Linked DNA regions of Mus musculus: regions 1, 3, 4, 5 and 6 are each linked to region 2. The links are chromatin contacts, called in public promoter capture Hi-C maps. All regions are on one chromosome and are shown on one strand. The core of a region is the stretch at or near the end of the contact, and the rest is flanking DNA. Distances in the headings are between cores, read along the strand shown. Region 1 holds the start of Vmac (vimentin-type intermediate filament associated coiled-coil protein). Region 2 holds the start of Dpp9 (dipeptidylpeptidase 9). Region 3 holds the start of Tincr (predicted gene, 20219). Region 4 holds the start of Safb2 (scaffold attachment factor B2). Region 5 holds the start of Catsperd (cation channel sperm associated auxiliary subunit delta). Region 6 holds the start of Ptprs (protein tyrosine phosphatase, receptor type, S).

Evidence for each region. Promoter capture Hi-C pulls out the DNA fragments that hold promoters and counts their contacts. Capture Hi-C pulls out chosen DNA fragments and counts their contacts.
Region 1: a contact with region 2 is called in a promoter capture Hi-C map of pre-B cells, with 2.6 times the contacts expected there. The contact joins the promoter of Vmac here to the promoter of Dpp9 in region 2. A contact is called at or near these places in 4 of 39 promoter capture datasets (the SN4741 cell line, cranial neural crest, hippocampal neurons and 1 more), 1 of 484 Hi-C or Micro-C datasets (embryonic stem cells), 4 of 115 datasets of contacts at active chromatin or transcription factors (embryonic stem cells, pancreatic cancer cells and regulatory T cells) and 1 of 9 other capture datasets (liver).
Region 3: a promoter capture Hi-C map of pre-B cells shows a contact between it and region 2, with 6 times the contacts expected there. The contact joins the promoter of Tincr here to the promoter of Dpp9 in region 2. A contact is called at or near these places in 13 of 39 promoter capture datasets (the 3T3-L1 cell line, the HPC-7 cell line, the SN4741 cell line and 6 more), 1 of 15 datasets of contacts at CTCF or cohesin (large pre-B cells), 3 of 484 Hi-C or Micro-C datasets (all in embryonic stem cells), 5 of 115 datasets of contacts at active chromatin or transcription factors (the SCID.adh cell line, bone marrow-derived macrophages, embryonic stem cells and 2 more) and 1 of 9 other capture datasets (embryonic stem cells).
Region 4: a promoter capture Hi-C map of pancreatic islet shows a contact between it and region 2. The contact joins the promoter of Safb2 here to the promoter of Dpp9 in region 2. A contact is called at or near these places in 10 of 39 promoter capture datasets (the C10 cell line, the HPC-7 cell line, cranial neural crest and 6 more), 1 of 484 Hi-C or Micro-C datasets (double positive thymocytes), 8 of 115 datasets of contacts at active chromatin or transcription factors (the NIH/3T3 cell line, effector CD8 T cells, embryonic stem cells and 4 more) and 3 of 9 other capture datasets (adipose tissue, liver and pancreatic islet).
Region 5: a contact with region 2 is called in a promoter capture Hi-C map of adipose tissue. The contact joins the promoter of Catsperd here to the promoter of Dpp9 in region 2. A contact is called at or near these places in 5 of 39 promoter capture datasets (the C10 cell line, cranial neural crest, hippocampal neurons and 2 more), 2 of 115 datasets of contacts at active chromatin or transcription factors (astrocytes and pancreatic cancer cells) and 1 of 9 other capture datasets (adipose tissue).
Region 6: a promoter capture Hi-C map of adipose tissue shows a contact between it and region 2. The contact joins the promoter of Ptprs here to the promoter of Dpp9 in region 2. A contact is called at or near these places in 4 of 39 promoter capture datasets (cranial neural crest, embryonic stem cells and pre-B cells), 2 of 484 Hi-C or Micro-C datasets (CD4 T cells and embryonic stem cells), 3 of 115 datasets of contacts at active chromatin or transcription factors (embryonic stem cells, microglia and pancreatic cancer cells) and 3 of 9 other capture datasets (adipose tissue, embryonic stem cells and liver).

What each region holds. Positions count from the first base shown.
Region 1 is chr17:56,715,458-56,718,430 of GRCm38.p6, forward strand. Vmac (vimentin-type intermediate filament associated coiled-coil protein) reads right to left here and starts at 1,464. Exons shown (of 2, transcript NM_178926.3): 1 at 1,177-1,464; 2 at 1-360. The coding sequence starts at 1,367. The coding sequence ends at 27. It overlaps Ndufa11 (NADH:ubiquinone oxidoreductase subunit A11), which reads left to right and starts at 2,305. Exons shown (of 4, transcript NM_027244.1): 1 at 2,305-2,485. The coding sequence starts at 2,383.
Region 2 is chr17:56,217,211-56,220,182 of GRCm38.p6, forward strand. It overlaps Dpp9 (dipeptidylpeptidase 9), which reads right to left and starts at 1,679. Exons shown (of 21, transcript NM_172624.3): 1 at 1,531-1,679; 2 at 199-251.
Region 3 is chr17:56,552,604-56,555,735 of GRCm38.p6, forward strand. It overlaps Tincr (predicted gene, 20219), which reads right to left and starts at 1,784. Exons shown (of 4, transcript NR_130128.1): 1 at 1,515-1,784; 2 at 846-959; 3 at 85-393.
Region 4 is chr17:56,582,892-56,585,933 of GRCm38.p6, forward strand. It overlaps Safb2 (scaffold attachment factor B2), which reads right to left and starts at 1,694. Exons shown (of 21, transcript NM_001029979.3): 1 at 1,383-1,694; 2 at 93-180. The coding sequence starts at 1,553. Safb (scaffold attachment factor B) reads left to right here and starts at 2,091. Exons shown (of 21, transcript NM_001163300.1): 1 at 2,091-2,459. The coding sequence starts at 2,271.
Region 5 is chr17:56,626,594-56,629,525 of GRCm38.p6, forward strand. Catsperd (cation channel sperm associated auxiliary subunit delta) reads left to right here and starts at 1,550. Exons shown (of 22, transcript NM_175350.3): 1 at 1,550-1,657. The coding sequence starts at 1,596. Lonp1 (lon peptidase 1, mitochondrial) reads right to left here and starts at 310. Exons shown (of 18, transcript NM_028782.2): 1 at 1-310. The coding sequence starts at 280.
Region 6 is chr17:56,475,125-56,477,893 of GRCm38.p6, forward strand. It overlaps Ptprs (protein tyrosine phosphatase, receptor type, S), which reads right to left and starts at 1,356. Exons shown (of 33, transcript NM_011218.2): 1 at 1,216-1,356. Gm32822 (a long non-coding RNA gene) reads left to right here. Exons shown (of 4, transcript XR_385656.4): 1 at 1-228; 2 at 1,092-2,769. It overlaps Gm9258 (a long non-coding RNA gene), which reads right to left and starts at 1,149. Exons shown (of 1, transcript XR_105855.2): 1 at 224-1,149.

The DNA.
Region 1 (2,973 bases), core at 214-2,713, 500 kb after region 2:
CAGATTCTGAGATCTGTCAGGACAGCTCACACCGTGGTCCCAAACACAGCAGGCTGCTGGTCGTCCTGGTCGTCCTGGCCCTCCTCCTTTCCCATGTTGTTGCCCAGGGGTGGGCCAGGCCCATCAGGAAGTAGCTGGGCCCTATGGCTGTGGCTGGCCGGCAAGGGGCCCAGTTCCTCTGCCTCCTCCAGGGTGGCCAACAGTGCGGCCAGGGGTGGTCGGTGGCGAGTGATGTCCTGCAGCAGGTCAGCCCGAGGCTGTAGCTGCTGGATCATCTGGTCCCTCTGGTCCACTGCGGCCTGCAGGCTGCGAACTGTGGCCTCAGAGCTCAGCAGCTGCTCTTGGAGGGCAGATATCTCCCTGGTAAGAGGACCAAATAAGGTAGTTACCTACAGGGGGTGGGGGTGGGGGCATCTACCTGCTCCAGAATCCTCTGAGACTCCCTATGTCTCCTCCTGCACTACTTCTTTGTGTGCTTGTTTATGTGCATAGGCGCACACATGTGACAGCAAACATGTGGAAGTCAAGGTACAATTTTCAAGAGTTGGTTCGCTCCTCCTGCCCCATGGGATCAAATTCTTTGTCATTCTTAGTGGCGAGTGTCTTTATACACAGAGCCATTGATGTCATTGGTAAAGCACCCTCAGCCCCACAGCAGGCCTGGCGCTCTGTCATCCCAGCACTCGAGAGATGGAGGCAGAAGGATCAGGGGTTGAAAGCTACATAGTGCCTTTAAGGCCAGCCTTCTCTCAAAAAACAAAACAGTGCCAGTTTTGTGTGTCCTTCGGTAGGACTTCCGCATGGTCACAAATGGTTGTCACAGATCTGACTATTCTATATAGGGGTGTTCTGTGCCTTTGTCTACCGATGTGGGCCCCTACCCAGCAGCTTCCTTCGATCATCAGACACAATACTCTTGCACCTACCGGCAGACTCGGCCTTGTGGGTGGGACAGCTGGCTTCATTTTAACAGTTTGAAATGCTCTCAAGTAACCCAGGCTATACTCTAAAGTCCCCATGTAGTCGAGGATGGCCCGAACTCCTGATCCTCCAGTCTCAGCCCTCCTAGTGCTGTGATGCCGGGCATTTAGTGCTCCGGAAATTTTTGCTCTCGGTTCCCAGCCCTTTCCACCCGCCTCCTTTGGGATGTCCGCCGGGCCTCCTCCAGGGCCTCACCGGTCCTTGGCGCGACCCAGCTCATCCAGGGCGGCGCGCAGGTGCTGGTCGTGGCAGGCCAGGCGCTCGGCCTGCGCACCAATCGTGCGCTCAGCCGCCAGCAGCCGCCTCTCCAGCTCCGCTGCGCGTCGGTGCACGGCGGCCAGGTGCGCGTTCGCCTCCCGGATCTGCAGAGGTGGCGGCGCAGACATGGCCCCCGGCTGCCGTGCAGGCCCCACCCCGCCCTGTCGGGTCACGCCCACAACGCAAGAAGCCCCGCCCCTGAGCCCGACCCCCACCCCCCACCCCCTCCCTCACATGCAGCTGCCAGGCTGCCGCTGCATTAATTTAAACCTTCTCAAGAGGCCCCGCCCAACTTCGAAGTGACGTCAAGAAAGACACGCCCCCCGGAGGAAGGCGTGTGCTTCCTCTTGGGCTCTCACTATTGGCCACGTTTCTACCAGGGGCAGGACTAAGTGCGGCCACGCCCCGTAGCCAATGTTCACGTCCCTTTCAGGACCAGCTCCTGAGTGTGGCTGTGCCTGCGAGTGCAGCGAGGACTTAAAACCAAAGCAGAGTGGGCCTGGTCTCCGTCAATTATAATCCTCACGCTAAATCCTCACGATTGGTCCCCTTGCCCCCAGCCTGGCCACGCCCCCAAATAGTTACACGCGGTCCTGATTGAGATGGGCATGAAACCACACCCCTACACAGTCCGGATCCCTGACGAGCCAACCGCTTTTGCGCTGTGTCCCGCCGCGTCCGTGCAGCTCCGGCTAACTAGGGTATCACTAGCCTCGCGCTGTAATATCTGCCCTGCGATTGTCCTACCTTCTGTTAGTTTCGATCGCTGACCTGCCTGACAGTGTAATGGCTGTCCTGCGACCTGTCAATCCCATCCTTGGATGCACTATCAACATTCTCCGTACTAGAAACCTCGTCTTCGCTAGGGCTGGAGGCGTTTTTCTTCATGGCCTCAGTTTACCTTTCCTGACGTCACGGGCGTCTCTGTCCAGATTCACTTGTGGACCGAGCACGACACAGATCTTGCTACGGGATTAATAAGACCTCGGTACAAACCTGCACTGCGCGCATGCGCGCACGCCTTGTCTGCGTCCAAGGCGTTCAATAAAGTTGCGCGCTGGAAACCTCGCGAGAGTTGACCTAGCCGGCTACCCTTGAGTTCGCCCAGACGCTTTAGGGTCGGCCGAGCAAGCCCAGCTAGGTATGGCGATGGTGAAGCGGTTCTTTGAATCTTACCATGAGGTCCCCGACGGCACCCAGTGTCATCGCAAGACCTACATCACCACGGCCTTAGGCGGCATTTGCGGTGAGCGCGGGCCGGTGGGCGGGCGGAGGGCGGAGGTCTGGAAGCAAAGGTCAGAGGGCGCGCGGAGGTCCCTGGGGCGCCGGGGCGCAATGGCTGTAAAGGCGGAAGAGGTTGAGACTTTTGAGGGGCGTAGACTCGTCAGTGCCTAGGGGCTTCAGAGGTCGTAGGTCAATATCAGGGAGCAAAAGCTGGAGAAAATGTGAAGGTCATTTCAGCGTCGTCAGGAGTTTTTAGGGTTAAGGGGTGATCGGGTCATCGGAGTTTTTGAAGACAAGTTCTAGGGTTGCCTTGGCAAGACTGCAAACCCTCTGTGTAGCGGAGGATGGCCTTGAGGTCTTGATTCTCCTGTCTCCAGTCTGGCCTGCATGATCCTCCTGCCTCAGCTGCCCGAGTGCTGGGATGACAGGGCTACACCCCAATCTAGCCTCTGGAAGATGTTTTTGTTATTTTTGTTTTGTTTTGTTTTGTTTCTATTTTCCGCCACCACG
Region 2 (2,972 bases), core at 429-2,928:
TAGGGAGGTTGGCCAAGCCTCCCTCAAACCCAGCTTACTAGCCACTCTTCCTTTGTCCCCCTGGAGAGGGCAAAGTACTGCAGCAGGGACCAAGACCAGGGGTAACTGGCCCCAAAGCCACTGTCAACCTCTGCATTCCACAGCAAGCCCCAGCCCACCACAGAGCCTGCCTTGCTGCCCGACCCCAGCACAACTCACCTTCTAAAGGGTCCAAGGAGCTTCCATGGCAGCTGCAGGCGAGGGGCACGGACCTTAGAAGAACAAATGTGGTGTTGTTAAGGTGGGCAGATGGGAAGGGCTGGCAAGAATGAAGGGGTTGGTGAAAATGGGGTCTGGCAAGGATGAAGGGGTTGGCGGAAGATGAGGGGCTGGCAAGGATGGAGTGGTTGGTGTGAACTGGGGAACCAGTGAGGATGAAGGGGCCGGTGAAGATGGAGGGGCCGGTGATGTGTGTGGCTTCTTCTCACTCACTTTCCATGCGGGCGGGAGTCTCCGCCTGTGCCTAACCCTATCTACCTGGTTCGACTCTAACTGAGCCTCCCAGCCCCTCGGGGCTGCCAACATGCCCTGGGTTGTACTTGGAAGAGACGTGTCCCTCAGTGTGCGGTCTCCCTGGGACCCAGCAGGGAACTGGCGACTGTGGTCCACACCTCCTGGGCACCAGTCCCAACTCTTCGAAAGCAGGTTGGTGATTGCCCTGGGGGCTCCCGAGGGAGCCTGGGTAACAGGCAGCAAAAAGGCCGCTGAGGTCAAAGGCTGGGCAAAATCGTGGATGGGGAGGGGATGGATGGGCCTAAGGCCGAGATCCTAAGGGTGGGGCTCAAGATGCAGGGAATGAATGCTGGAAGCTGAGGGGGTTCAAGCTAATCCGGGGAGGAAAGGGATGAGACAGAGGATATGATTTTAGTCTGGGAGGGTATCAAGCTTGGCATGCGACAATGTGGAAACTGAGGCAGAGGATAAGGGCTGAGTGAAGGATCAGGCTTGGGGAGTGACCAGTCTTGGAAGAGTCAGGCTGGTAGGGTCATTTGGAGAGGTTCATGCTGCGGGTTTCAAGCTTTGGGGTATGAAGCTTTAGGATTTCAGGTTTGAGAGGAGGGTCAACCTGGACTATCAGGCCTTGAGGGAACAAGTTGGACGGATCAAGTTTTGGGGATCAGGCTTGAGGGATCAAGCTGGGAGGGGAATCAGGCTTGCGGGGATCCGGCTTTAGAAGATCAAGATGGAAGAGGATGAGGCTTGAGGGGATCAGGTTGGGAAGGATGAGGCCGGGAGGGAGGGTTTGGCAGAGACGAGGCTGGCGGAGGCTGGCGGAGGCTGCGCGGACGCCGGGCTGAGCCGCGCTCTGCGATGAAGCTGGCGGCTGCGTCTCCGCAGCGGTGCGGCAGCAGCTCTTGGGCGCGGCCCGGAACCGGCGAAGCGCGGCGACCAGAGCGGCGGGGACGACGAGGACAGGGCGCGCGGCGCCGAGGCGGGCGGACGGCGCCGGCCGGGGCGGGAGGCGGCGAGCCGGGGCCGGACGCTGCTCACCCGAGCGTGGCGCGGAGGACAAGCTGAGCAGGGCGTCCCCGGGGCCGGCGGCGCCTCACACGCGACGCTCCATGCCCAAGACGAGGGCCCGGAAGTGGCGGGCGCGGGGGGACAGCGAAGGCGGCGGACACCGGGGGGACCCGCCAGCTGCGCCTCCTTTGACCCGGAAGTTGAGCTGCAGAAGCAGAGGCTTTTGATTGGGTAACGTCAGGGCAGAACCAACGTCCGTGAAACTCTAGGGGACAATGCTCAGGAGCGTCTTAGGGCTGAAGGCAAGGCTGGTGGCCCCTTGCTGTCTGGGAGAGGACTGCGGGATGGACACCCCTGCTCCAGTTCTGCTGGCCAGCTCGACCCTGCAGTGACCTATTAAAAATATCTAAGAAAGCTGAGATATTGGTAGAATAGTGGTTAGGAAAGCTGCCTTCCAAAAGGTGGCCCCGGGTTCTAGTCCCAGATTGCTTACGCCGCTCATCCCAGCGCTCGGAAACTCTCCACTTAATCAGGCTAGCTTTGAACTCTAAGATCTGCCTGCTCTGTCTAGATCTCGCCCACACCATGTTTTACTTTGTTTTTTGTTTTTCGAGACGGGGTTTCTCAGTATAGCCCTGGCTGTCCTGGAACTCACTCTGTAGACCAGGCTGGCCTCGAACTCAGAAATCCGCCTGCCTCTGCCACCTGCCTCTGCATTAAAGGTGTGCGCCACCACGCCCGGCTCATGTTTTACTTCTTATCTGTGCATTGTGTCTGAGCCACGCGAGTGTGACAGAAGAGGACAATGGGTTTCTTTCCTTTTAATTTTTTTAAATTTATTATTATATCTAAGTACACCTAAGTACACTGTAGCAGTCTTCAGATTCGAGGGCGTCAGATCTCATTAAAGGTGGTTGTGAGCCACCATGTGGTTGCTGGGATTTGAACTCAGGACCTTCAGAAGAGCAGTCAGTGCTCTTAACCACTGAGCCATCTCTCCAGACCCACAATGGATTTCTTGTAACTGGAGTTAAGGCCACATGAGTGCTGGGACATGGACTCCCCTCCTCGCAGAGCCACCTCTCTCAAGCCTCTAAAGAGCTTTTGTAAATAAAGACACACTCCCCAAAAGTTATCCTAACAGGGTTCCTGCAGAAGGGCATCCATTGTTTGGTGAGTGACATTTAGTGAGCATCCTCCATTGTTGTTGAAGTGTCCCCACTTAGCTTCCTAGCTAGTTAACTTTTTGACCGGAAATCCTGAGAGCTACATTTTTAACATGATGTTGCAACCCTGTTCCCTTTCCAGGAACCCTCCCTGGAGACACCATTTGTTACACAATTACAGGACGTGGCTGAGGGCCTGGCGGCTCTCCTGGTCTTCCCCAGTTCCAGCCATCCTCTTCTCTCTCCTGACCCCTTTCTTTTCACACCCATTTTGGGGAAGAGTCTCATGTAGCTAAAATTTATCTT
Region 3 (3,132 bases), core at 534-3,033, 340 kb after region 2:
AGCACCCAACACTGGAGCTGTGGAGTAGAGCCCCCACAGCACGTGCTGAAATACTCAGACCACTTTGCACACCTATGGGCTCACCAAGACCCCCCTGGATCAGAGTGTCCTCCTGTTCTGTTCGTAGCTGGAGCCCCGTGGGTCCTCCAAAGAAGGAAGTGTGCCTGTTGAGCTTCCCCGAGGAGGCTGTGCTCTGGGGATGGACAGAGGTCGATCCAGGCAGCAGAGGCTCCCAAGGGAGGGTCCTAAGGCCACAGAGCAACCAGAAGGTTCCTTGCCGGGGTTGGGGGGATGGAGGGCTGGACGACAATGTCAGAAGTCACCATCAGGAACACCAGAGGCAGTGGGCATCAGCAGGGCTGGGGAGTTGGCATCTCTCTGGAAGCCCAGCACCTGGATCAGCAAGGGACATGTGGGCCCAGGGATGTCAACCAGCAGTTTCCAAGCTAATGGCCCTTTTTCCCTTCTCCAAATAGCCTGGATCTGGGCTTGGAAGGGAGTGCAGTGGTTGCCCACAATCCTGAGGCCCTTCTGTAGCAGGCACAGTGCTAGGATCCCCCTGGTGGACACCACAGGAATTGCAGGCAAAGCTGCTCCGTTTGTCCTGGTGTCTGTTACAGGAATTGCAGGCAGAGCTCTTGTGGACCCAAGCCCACAAAGCACAGTCAGTTTATGTCTGCATCAAAGTAAAGAGTCCAGAGGAGAGTAGAGAACTTCTCAAAGTCACACAGATGGGGACACCAGTGCTGAGCCAACAGAGGAGATGGAAGGATAAGGCTAATGTGCCCACCTCATGAGGCCCTCAGTTTCCCCACCATCTCTCAGGCCTCCCATGAATGGCTTACCTGAAGTACGACTGGACTCCCAGGAAGAGAGAGATGTGGTGCCTGGGCCAGTTTGCTCCTTCAGCCAGCATCTTGTGTCCCTAAAATCATCGCTCCATCTCCTCCATTTCCTACCTGAGGGGGTGAACATAAAGACAAGCGGTGACGACTAAAGTCTTTCCAGCTAGTCCAGGATCGCTCTGAAGTGTCTTCATACTGGTGGTGATGCACTATACAGCCGGGCCCCACTAGAGACACTGAGGCCAGTGTAGACACAAGGTGTGACGGGCTTGGGATGGGGAGTGCAGTAGTGGCCCAGGGCTGCTCATCCCACCGACCTCTTAGATGAGTGGACAGAAACTGAGAGAGAGATGGAGACACTCGGAGACATGAAGAAACAGATAGGGGCGGTGTGCAGAGAGAGACAGAGACCAGGACACAGATACAGAGAGACGTGCTGAGCCAGAGCCAGATACACAGAAATGAGGGCAGGGAGTCCTCAGAGCCACCGCTGGAGCTCACACCACATATCGACATAGCTAATGGAGCCGAGAGGAAGCAGGCACGGTCACAGAGGTCTTTCTCACCATGTCCCCAAGCCATCACCATCCCACTGGGCCAACCTCCATAAGCCAGAGCTCAAGATCCTACCAGGTTCTAGCCCAAGTCCCAGCCTAGATCCCTGGTCACCTGGTGTCGCTGAGCAGAAGTAATACTGAGCCGTCCTGCAGGCGAGCTTCGCGAACTGTCTGATGGTCAGGCAGAGGCCTAGAGTTGTAGTAGAAGGTTCTGCGCCAAGAGCTTACACCCTGGCCCACTAGCTGTGCGCGCAGGTCACTCAGTGTGTCTCGGGGCCGCACGGTCAGTGGCAGTAGCAATGCCTCGTCGGCTAGGTGTACCTTGATGTGGTAGCGCTTCCAGCGGGACAGCCCTCGCCGCAGCTCCTCCATGGCCATTGCCAGCCTGAGACTCTCTCGCAGGTCAGCACCTGCTAGACCGGCTGAGCCACCTGCCTCCACCCCTCCTAGGCACGCCCTGCTACAGCAGCAGCCCACAGGGGTGGTGACATTGGCTGGCCCAGCCCAGGCCTCCATGACAAACATTTCTCCTGTGCACAGCATACATCAAAGGCCCTGGGGCAAAGAACGCAGCTATACGAAAGCACTGTGGCAGGATGGAGAGCCTGGTGTATTGGAGGAGTGGAGTTGGGTCCTGCTTTTGAAGCAGAAGTGAGGAGGAGAGAAGGGTGGCAAGGAAGGCAGTGTAACCCACCCACCCATTTATTTATTATTCCAGGGAACACTCTAGAACTTCCTCCCTAATCTGTATCTGTACTTGTTTTGTGTCTGTGGGCTCCAAAGAAACCTCAATCTTGGGCCTTTGCCCTCTATGGCCATCAAGTTAGGAACAGGGTCTAAGTAGGGGAGACAGACGTCTAGGTTTGGCCTGGAAGTTCACGTGCACTGGAGGTGGGGCTCCAGGGGATGGGTAAGAGTTCAACATTCCCAGTTGCCCACATTCACCACCCACTCAGTTCAGCAAGTGCTTGATGAGGAGAGAAGCGAGTTCCAGCCTCCCGATCCTTACAGCCATTTCTGGGAGCCAGCCGCCTCTCCAGCACACTTCCGAAAGCACGCCTTTTCCCTCCCCGATGCTCTCACTGCCCCACTGGATAGAGCAGTTTGTCCTCTGCACTTGGCCTCTGACACACAAACTCTGGGCATTTGTCACCAGCAACAATGCAGTAGTCACTGTGTGGCCTCTAACCCTGTCATCTCCTGCCACAGCCTCTCCTCCCCTTACCTCAGTGTCTCTGCCTGTCTACTGGGGTCTTGTAAAAAGACATTGTTGTTACAAGGCCCTGACTTACACTTACCCAGGAATGGGAATGCTGAGAGAACATTCTAGGTGTTAACTTTGACTCCGCAAAGAAAAACAAACTGAACGTTCTAAAAATTTAGCCCAGTGACATCTTGGTGGTGCAAACCTTTAATCCCAGCATTTGGGAGGCAGAGGCAGGCAGATTCCTGTGAGGTCAGCTTTATCAAAGAGAGATCATGACCCCTGTTACTCCCAAAAAAGACAGGTAAGAGAATATATAGGAAAAAATATATCTCAGTGTGCTGTGTAGGGTGACATTAATTGTCCCATTTGCCCACATTCACCACCCACACAGTTCAGTAAGTATCTGTAAAGGGAGCCTTTAATTGAAAGATTAATAACTGACAACATGCAAATATAAAACACCTACACACAAACACTTCACACATGAAAACTGCAACAAAGCCATTGAAAATTTCCAATAGTC
Region 4 (3,042 bases), core at 444-2,943, 370 kb after region 2:
ACATGCACATCTAAGTATGCATATTACACATACACAGAGCAGAGCAGACACCCATTCCCCAGGCCCAGCGTCAAGCACAGGCAGTTAAGTACCTTTGGTGTTTCTCTTTACAGCCCTCTTGCTCACAGCTCCCCAGCTGATTCCAACCTCCTCAGGTTCTTGTCCTTCCTCCTTAAATGCCTGATGGGAAAGAGTATGAAGTTTTAAATAAAGTTATCTTTTAGGAGGGGTTGACACAAAGTGTTCTTTAAGAAGCAACTTTGCAGTTGCAAGTGTTCACAATCTAGCTTAAGACCACATTTAGCAGCCAGCTCCCCTTCCCTGCTCAAGACCCAAAACCTAGAGAAAGGGAAGCTGAAAGCTTGGGTTGCAGAGTCACTGTCAGCAGGTTGTGGTCATACATGACCTGGCAGCTTGTAGCCCTAGATGTAATCCCCAACCCAAGACAAAAAAATAGAATAAAATCCAAGTATTAACCCCAAATCAGGGTTGGTGACCGCTCATCTTGTGTGCTCTTTCATCAAACACAGGGATGATGGTAGGAAACCTGTCCTTGATTCAGGCAGGGCAAAGAGCTGAATGGGGCGCTCAAAAGGCCTCCCATAACAAAGCAAACCTTTAATTCCAGCATTTTGGAAGTGAAAAGGGGGGGCAGGAGACCAAGAGCTGAAGTCTAGTCTGGGTTTCACAGCAAGTCCAAGGCCACACTGGGCCACAGTAGCTCTCCAAAAAAAGTTTTGCGTGGGAGGGGAGGCGCTGATTTTTGATAAGGAAAAACAACATAGACCGAAGAAGAAAGCGCTGGCCAATTTTCCCTCAAAGTATTCTGGCGCCTTCTACTTGCAGCCAATCAGGAGTCCCTAACCCTCAAGGACCCTGTTCCACAGAGGCAAGCTTGTGTCAAGCGCTGAAGGGCAGTAGACAAGACTTCTTGTCTAGGGGGAGGAAAGTGACATCTTACGCTGACTCGAGATGACAACTAGGCTCCAAGACCAGGGAAGCGCGAGGGGACCGGACCTGGGAGCGAACATGGTCTGTGCAGAGACACTGGGCACCGCCAACAGTGGGGTTGACTGATAGATTCCCCAGAAGAGTAAAACTAGGGTGGCGGAAAAGACAGCTGCAGGTGCAAGGTCATCATGGAGACGTGCCCAGAGCCACCCGATTACTCAACAAGGCCCGGCTTCCTGCAAATCCCGGGGCAAGTGGGAGGCGAGACACAGAGAGGGGCAGCGACTAGTAAAGGTCACACAGCCTCGGCTGCTTCGGTAACTGACAGCACAGACCGAAGTCGGGGGGGGGGGCTCGGGGTGGGAAGGCCGGCCCGAGTCTGCGCGGGCAGTTACGTGCCCGGGTCCACGGCGCCACTCGGGTTCCCTCACCTTCCTCAGCCGCTCCATCAGCACGCTCTTGTTGCCTCCCGTATCCAGGTTCCGCTTTTTCAGCTCCGCCCTCAGGTCGATCACCCGCAGGTCGCTGAGCCGCCGCGTCCCACTCTCCGAGGCGCCCGGACCAAAGGCGGGGTCGCCCGACCCGGTCCCGGGTTCCGCCATCCTCGCTTCCGCGACTTCCCAACTCGCTCCGGAACCCCCTCCACTCGCTGGCACCAGCTGTGGCGGCTCGGAGGTAGTACAAAATGGCGCTGCCGAAGAGGAAAACGCACTCGCTTCCTCCCGCCTCCCTTTGCGGCTGCGCAGGCGCACAGCTCTGACGCACCTCCTAGGTCGCACGCCAAAGCAGTCTCGAGCCTCGCGGGTACAAGTGCACATGCGCAACCGGTCGTAAGCCCCCCCTCCCCCCCCCCCCCCCGGCCCCGTCGCCACCCTCTTTTTAATGCGCACGCGCACCGCCTCGCTACGCTCACTGACCCCCGTTTGCCTCTCGCAGCGTTGCCCGGCTGCGCACGCCACCGCTCTACGGCCAGCGCTCCGACAGTGATGCGCAGGCGCACGACCTGTAGCACGCATGCGTCTTGGTCCGCGGCCAAGCGCGAGCCGGCGAGGCGCGCCTACGTCGTCTCTGCCGCCGCGCACACTGCGCTTGGGTAAAGGCGTCTGAGAGCGTAGGGCTCGCGCCGGCGGCGCCTGCGCAGTGTCGAGGTGCGCCTCCGGGGAGGCTGAAGCGGTTCCCTCTCAGGCGGCGCCATTTTGTGGTAAGAGGGCCGAGATTCAAAAAAATAATAATAATAACAAATCAAAAAAAAAACACACTCACGCAAACCCACTGACCCGGTTCTGTGTGAAGTGGGCGACGGAACCAGGGTCCCTGGAATGGCGGAGACTCTGTCGGGTTTAGGAGACGCGAGTGCGGCGGGCGCGGCGGCCGTGAGCTCCGCGGCGTCAGAGACCGGGACGCGGCGGCTCAGCGACCTGCGGGTGATCGACCTGCGGGCGGAGCTGAAGAAGCGGAACCTCGACTCGAGCGGCAACAAGAGCGTGCTGATGGAGCGGCTGAAGAAGGTGAGGTTCGCGGGGGGGAACCCCATGGTCGCCATGGCGACACCCACCGCCGGGCCCGGAGTGGCCCGTTGGCCTTCGCGCTGGGCGCTAATACTGGGGCTCCGCGGGCGCCGGGTGCAAGGATTCGAATCTCGACGCCCCCAGCGATGCGACCAGAGGGAAATAACACCACGAACGGGTTCGGGGGATCGATGACACCGCGTTCCCTGTACTGCTTAGTCCCAACCCCAAAGGGGGATGAAGGGGACTCGGCCAAGGTCATCCAGTGGGGTCAGCTTGTGGCGGGATTCGATCCCAAGTCCCTTTTCGGCCCCCGAGGCAGAACAGGTGGTTTTTGTTTCTTTTCTTTTCTTTTAATCTGGGAAGACACAGTGACGTTGGGGGCAGGGGTGGTGGAGATGAAACATGAGAAACTCTCAGAGTTCGCAGACAGCCGGAGGATGTAGGTAGCCCAGGGAGACAAAAAACAAAAACAAAGCGGAAAAATAAATTGTTTCTAATTCTTTGCTAGAACTAAGCTAGGGGAAGATACGAGATGGAAGGAAAGAACGTTTTTTTCTGTTGATAAAGGTAAGTCAGATGT
Region 5 (2,932 bases), core at 300-2,799, 410 kb after region 2:
CTTCCCCGGTGCTCGCCGTGGCCCCGTCCTCCGCACCGCCCTCGGAGGTCTCGTCGCTGCCACCGCGGTTGCCCGAGTCCCACAGCCCCCGCCACTGGACCCCGCCGGGAAGAACGCGGCCGCCCCAGGGAGCTGACATGTCGCAGGCCCGACATCCTCGGCGCAGCCACGACCCGGACGCGCTCGGGACCCGGCCTCCGGTGACAGCCAGCAGCGGCCGCCGCAGAACCCAGCACCGCGCAGCGGCCCAGAGCCGCACGTAGCCTGTGCTCGCCGCCATGGAACAGCCATACTGACGGCGCACCGCACTTACGTCATCTCTGCTCGCCCCCCGTTTGCGCACGTGATGACGCTCGCGTGCTTCGGGCTGGAGAGGCGGAGCTTGAATAAGGTGAGTGAGTGGGCGTGGTCAGAGGGAGACTGGGTTTGGGGATGGGAGGGCGGAGTAGGGGCGTGGTTCAAGGCTCAGAGCGGGGCTTGGAGTTGGACGGCAAGGGGGCGTGGCCCGATGAAGGATGTTCTAGAGAGGACTTTGAGGATCTGGATGAAAAAGTGAGAGGTGTAGTAAGCTTGAGGAAACATGACGGAGAAAGCAGGACTGGTGTGTGGTCCGAATGGGGGGCGCTCCACCAGGCAGGGATTGGAGGAACTGGAATCAGGGATATGGCCGAAGGCGGGCTCAAAGGTCGGGGCTTGACATAGGGGCGTGGCCAGAGCGGTGACTCCAGACTGGAGCTTGTGCGGAGGGGGCGGGGGGCATCGCTCTAGGAAGGGGGCCTGGAAGAAGCGTGGCCCCTCCCAGTTCCTACAACTACTGGTTTGTCCTGTCCAAGCTGTACCTTAGTACTGCGTTCTGTTTTTCTACTGCCATCAAAAAGGTTTTACAGGGTAAATTCTGTGTTCTGAAGGCATCGGAAGAAAAGTACAGCGCACCCCTCCTTTAACTTTAGTCTTTTCAGCGTTCTTTGTTGATACACAACAACAGGTTTTACTACATCTCCCTACGCAGTTGGTGGCATCTTCACTCCACACTGGAGGAGGCGTGCTTGGAGGGCTTTTGCCTCTCGTATAGTATGCATGCTAAAGGCCGTGCGCAGGTGCGCCTGCTCAGCGTTGCCTTTGTTGTCAGTGGTCCGTGAGGCACTTACCAAAACACTGAAGCTTCCAGGACACGTCCCAAGAGACCCGTGTGCATGCTCCGGCTCCACAAAGCAGGGAGTGGATTGATGCATGCCCAAAGCTCTGCTTCCACACCCACGTGTGCTCATGCTAGTGCTGTGGTGACCTCCTTGAAGTTTGGGCATGCTTTGGATTTTGACTTATGGATCTGGGAACCTGGGTGTAATTTTCAGGTTTGAAATGTGCGAGCTCTGCTTCCATATTGCGCATGCCCACTCCTTCCAGTTTCCTCTGCGTAGACCTAACCGGGCTTTTGTCCGACACGTCCAAAAGGTCCTGCTAGTGGCCTTCTTACCTGGTGCGCGTGCCCAGACAAGAGGCGGGTAGGAGAGAAGCGGCCTAACCTCACGCATGCTCAGACACTTTCTCAAGCTTGGCGGTTGAAGAGCAGTGTTAGCTGTGGAGAACCAGGCAAGATGCTGGTGTTGATGCTAGCAGCAGCAGTGGCCACCATGGTCAGGGCTCACACACTGTGCCGGTACAACTGCCTAACTGGGTTGGATTGCTGCTGGGAGGTTTTTTTTTTTTTTAAATGATATTTCAATTTTATTTTTTTTATTTATATGAATACACTGTAGCTGTCTTCAGACGCACCAGAAGAGGCCATTAAATCCCATTACAGATGGTTGTGAGCCACCATGTGGTTGCTGGGAATTGAACTCAGGACCACTGGAAGAGCAGTCAGTGCTCTTAACCACTGAGCCATCTCTCCAGCCCTGCTGGGAGGTTTATGACAGGAGGAATGGGGCTGGTTCTTGTTGGAGCCCAGGCATACCCTCCAGCCCAATTGTAGAAATCAAATTTGGCATATCTCTCCCAAGCAAATCACTAAAATCCATTTCTGGGTGTGGAGCCAGGGCTTTGGACATGCGTCAAACCTAAGTTCCTTGTGCAGTCTGCAATCTGTCCCACCATCCATCCCTACCTGGCTCAGCAGCAGTGCCATGGGCTGTTGAGGCTGAGTGCATGTTGGGAAGTATGCTGTGCTTAGTGCCATGGTGAGCAGTGTCTCTGATCGCTAACATGCAAGTATGTCTCTGTATGCCCTCCTCCTTCCCACTTTTCTCCCCGGAGGTCACCAGCCTGAGGGGACAAAAGGGGCAGAGGTGGAGAGGAGGGTTCAGACAGCCATGAATATGGACAAAATGATCTCTGGAGACTACTGCAGTGGGATGTCTGCTGTATTCTTCCAGGGATGAGAGCGTATTTAAGGGCTTTTTGGTTTGGTTTTGGGGGTTTTTTTGGTTGGTTGGTTGGTTGGTTGGTTGGTTTTGGTTTTTTCAAGACAGGGTTTCTCTTTATAGCCCTGGCTGTCCTGGAACTCACTTTGTAGACCAGGCTAGCCTCGAACTCAGAAATCCGCCTGCCTCTGCCTCCCGAGTGCTGGGATTAAAGGCGTGTGCCACGCCCGGCTTTAAGGGCTTTTTTGAGGGGTACAGGTGGAAAGGGCCAATGGGTCATGTGGGTGGGAAGCCAGAACAGGCTGTGTGTGCTGAGTTCTGCAGCTGGTCACTTTTCAGAGGCCAGCCACCTGTGTTTAAGGACACTGTCCAAACAAAGACAGGAAGAGACAGGGAAGCCCTGCTGAGAAAGGAAAAGTCTCCCACTTTTGGTGCCCAGCTCAGAAAGCCATCCTGTCGTGGAGGCTGCTAACTAACTGTCCCCTGGGGACCTCAGTTCTTAAGCCCTGAATTCTAGATTATCATCACTGGAGTTCAGCAAGGCAGTCCCTTGCTGTGAGTTTTGCAGCCAG
Region 6 (2,769 bases), core at 106-2,605, 260 kb after region 2:
GAGGGTCCCAGGCTAGCCCAGACAAAGCAGACGGCCGTTATCTGCACCATAGAGACAGCAGCACCCCCCGGGGGGTACAGAAGCCAGGACCCAGGATCCAGGTGCAGAAAGATGGGTGAACAGGATGTGTCCACCAATCTAACACCCTCGGGATCCCTCTTGCTCTGTAGAAGACTCTTTGGATCCCCGAGTGCCCATCCAGGCTTGGGACACCTCAGAGGTCTCCATGTGAGCACCAAGGACGGTTTATTGGGGGAGGGACATCCTTGCTCAGGTTGGAAAGTGAGCGTAAGGGAACCCCTGCCAGGCCAGGAGACACCCGGGGAAGTGACCGTTAGGAGGTTCTACTGGAGGGAGAGACGAGGTGAGGGGTGACCGGGAAGATGGGCGCTCACACCTGCTGCAGGTTTTCGGGGGCATATGGAGGCAGATTTGAGAGCAGGGAAAAGGGGTAACGCACAGGGATTTGGGGGGTGTGGCAATCAAAAGGATCCTCGCTCATAGTGGTGCTGGGGTTTGGGGGTGAAGAGGCTCCACGATGAGCAGAGAACTTGGCCCTGACCCAGCTCGCATTGCAACGGGGGTACCTGCTCTCGGACCCCATTTCCTTCTGCGCCCCAGTCCCCGCCCCCGGTGACGTCACCACCCTCAGCCAGTCGGGGGGCTCTTGGGGTGTACCGGGGGCCTTAGGGCCGCAGGCTGGCTCCCCGGGGTTCCCCACAGGCCCCCGCATCGCGAGGATGAGGGTGGATGAGCAGTCCCAATCCCAAAGCTGGGGGAGGTCGGGGGTTGGGGGCGCCCGGACCGCAGAAGGGTGGAACCGAAGCCCCAGGTGATCTGAGGCGCCTGGCCCGGTCTGCAGCTCCAGACGCTGACACCGCGCACCGCACACCGCGTCCCCGCCCGGCTGGTGCAGTCGGTGACCCTGGGTACGGGCCAAGTCGCCCGCGCGCGTCCTCATCCCTCCTGGACCCTGTCTCTACCGGTTCCCGTTTCTGTGGGTCTCTGTCCCTCCGGGTCCACAACCCTCGCGGTCCCCATTTCTCCAGCTCCATCCCTCCAGGTCCTCCACATCCCTCTCCTTCTTGCAGAATCCGATTACGGCTGCAGCCCGGACCCCCTTCGGAGCACAAAGGCGGAGAAGCTTGGAAGCACAAAGCCGGCGCCGCCCACCCCGCCCCCTGTGTCCCCCGTGCGCCCCGTGCACCCCGGTACCTGCGGGCTCCGCATGCTGCTCCCGGCACCGGGTCGGCCCGGGCTCCGGCGGCTCCGCGTGTGCGCGCGGCCCGAGCTGCCTGGCGGGCGGGGCAAAACCCCACTGCGGCTCGCGCGCCCCCAGCCGGTGACGTCACCCCTTCCGCCGCCGCGGCCCTGGGGCCTGGCCGTGTACAGTACTGCGCCTGCGCGCAGATGCCTGCCCAGTGAGGAGGCGCTGCTGGGTCACGTGCTTCAGGAGCCTGTAGAAGGCCCGGGGAGCACGTGGGACGTGGGACACGTGGCCCGGCCTGTCTCCTCTGGATTCCTTTTAAACTCAAGTTCTGTTGTAGCCCATGCTGGCCTCAAGTTACACTGAGGATGACCTGAGCCTCCTGCCTGTCTCCCCACTCTGCTTTCTTTGGCCAAAATATCCTTTCCCTAAAATCTTTCCCATCAAGCCCGCCTTGCTGGCTGAAGAGGCTGAAGCAGGAGGACGTCGTTTTTGAACAGCCTGGGATAACAATGAATTCGAGACCAGCTTGGGAAAAGGAGGATGAGCTGGGCATTAAAAAAAATTTTTTAAAAGTGGGGGTGGGGCTCAAAATGGCTCGGCAAATAGAGGTGTTTGCAGCCCAAGCCAGAGAACCTGACTTCAATCCCCAAAGTCCCATAGTGGAAGGAGGAATCTGACTCCTATGGCGCTGACCTCCACATGTATGCACACACCCATGTCCACTGAGTTACTAGACATGCCAAACAGATGAAATGCAGCAAAAGACTGAAAAACACCTTAAAGAAAAGAGTAGTCACAGGCATGGGGTGCGAAACTTTTAGACAGCAGCAGGAGAATTGCTGCAAGTGTGAGTCGAGTGTGGACTGCACCTGAGACCCTGCCTCAAATAACGAAACGATTTTGTTTTACAGTCTGGGTTTTTTTCCCCTCTGGAATTCATTCATTCCGGCCCAGAGCTGGAGACATGAGCAAGAGCCTGGAGCCGAAGAGTCCGGGCGGAAGGACTGGGTCATAAACGGGGAAGAGTGCCATGAATAATTGACAAGGAGCCTAAATTAAGAACAGGGCTTCCCAGAGCCTGCACCGCGGCCAGTTTAGCAGAGACGGCTTTGTCCTCTTGCCTGACTGGGGTGACCCTGATTGACGTACGTGGTGCTAGTCGAGATTGGAGCACGTAGAAGGTGCCGGAGGTTTGCATAGTGTTCAGGGGCCCTTAGTGTAGTTTCTCTCATGCACAGCAGGTACTTGAAGTTTGGGTACTCTGTGGAGATGTCCACATCCTTGCATAGTCCCTGCAGGTGTATGGCACTGTTGGCTGCACACAGTGTGTACTCATATATTATGGAGCTGGGTGCTGGCAGGACTGGCCATGCCAGAGCAGACTGGCCATCCATCAGGGAGGGAACCAGGCCTTGCCTTGTTTGTCCGAACTGAGTAACCGCTTCTGCCCCCTGGGTCCTCGTGAGCAGCGAAGGGGAACATGTAAACCGCGGGTCTGAGAGTCTGGAAGCTTCCAGTGGCCATTCATCCCCTCTCAGATCCCCGCTGTGTTAAATGCC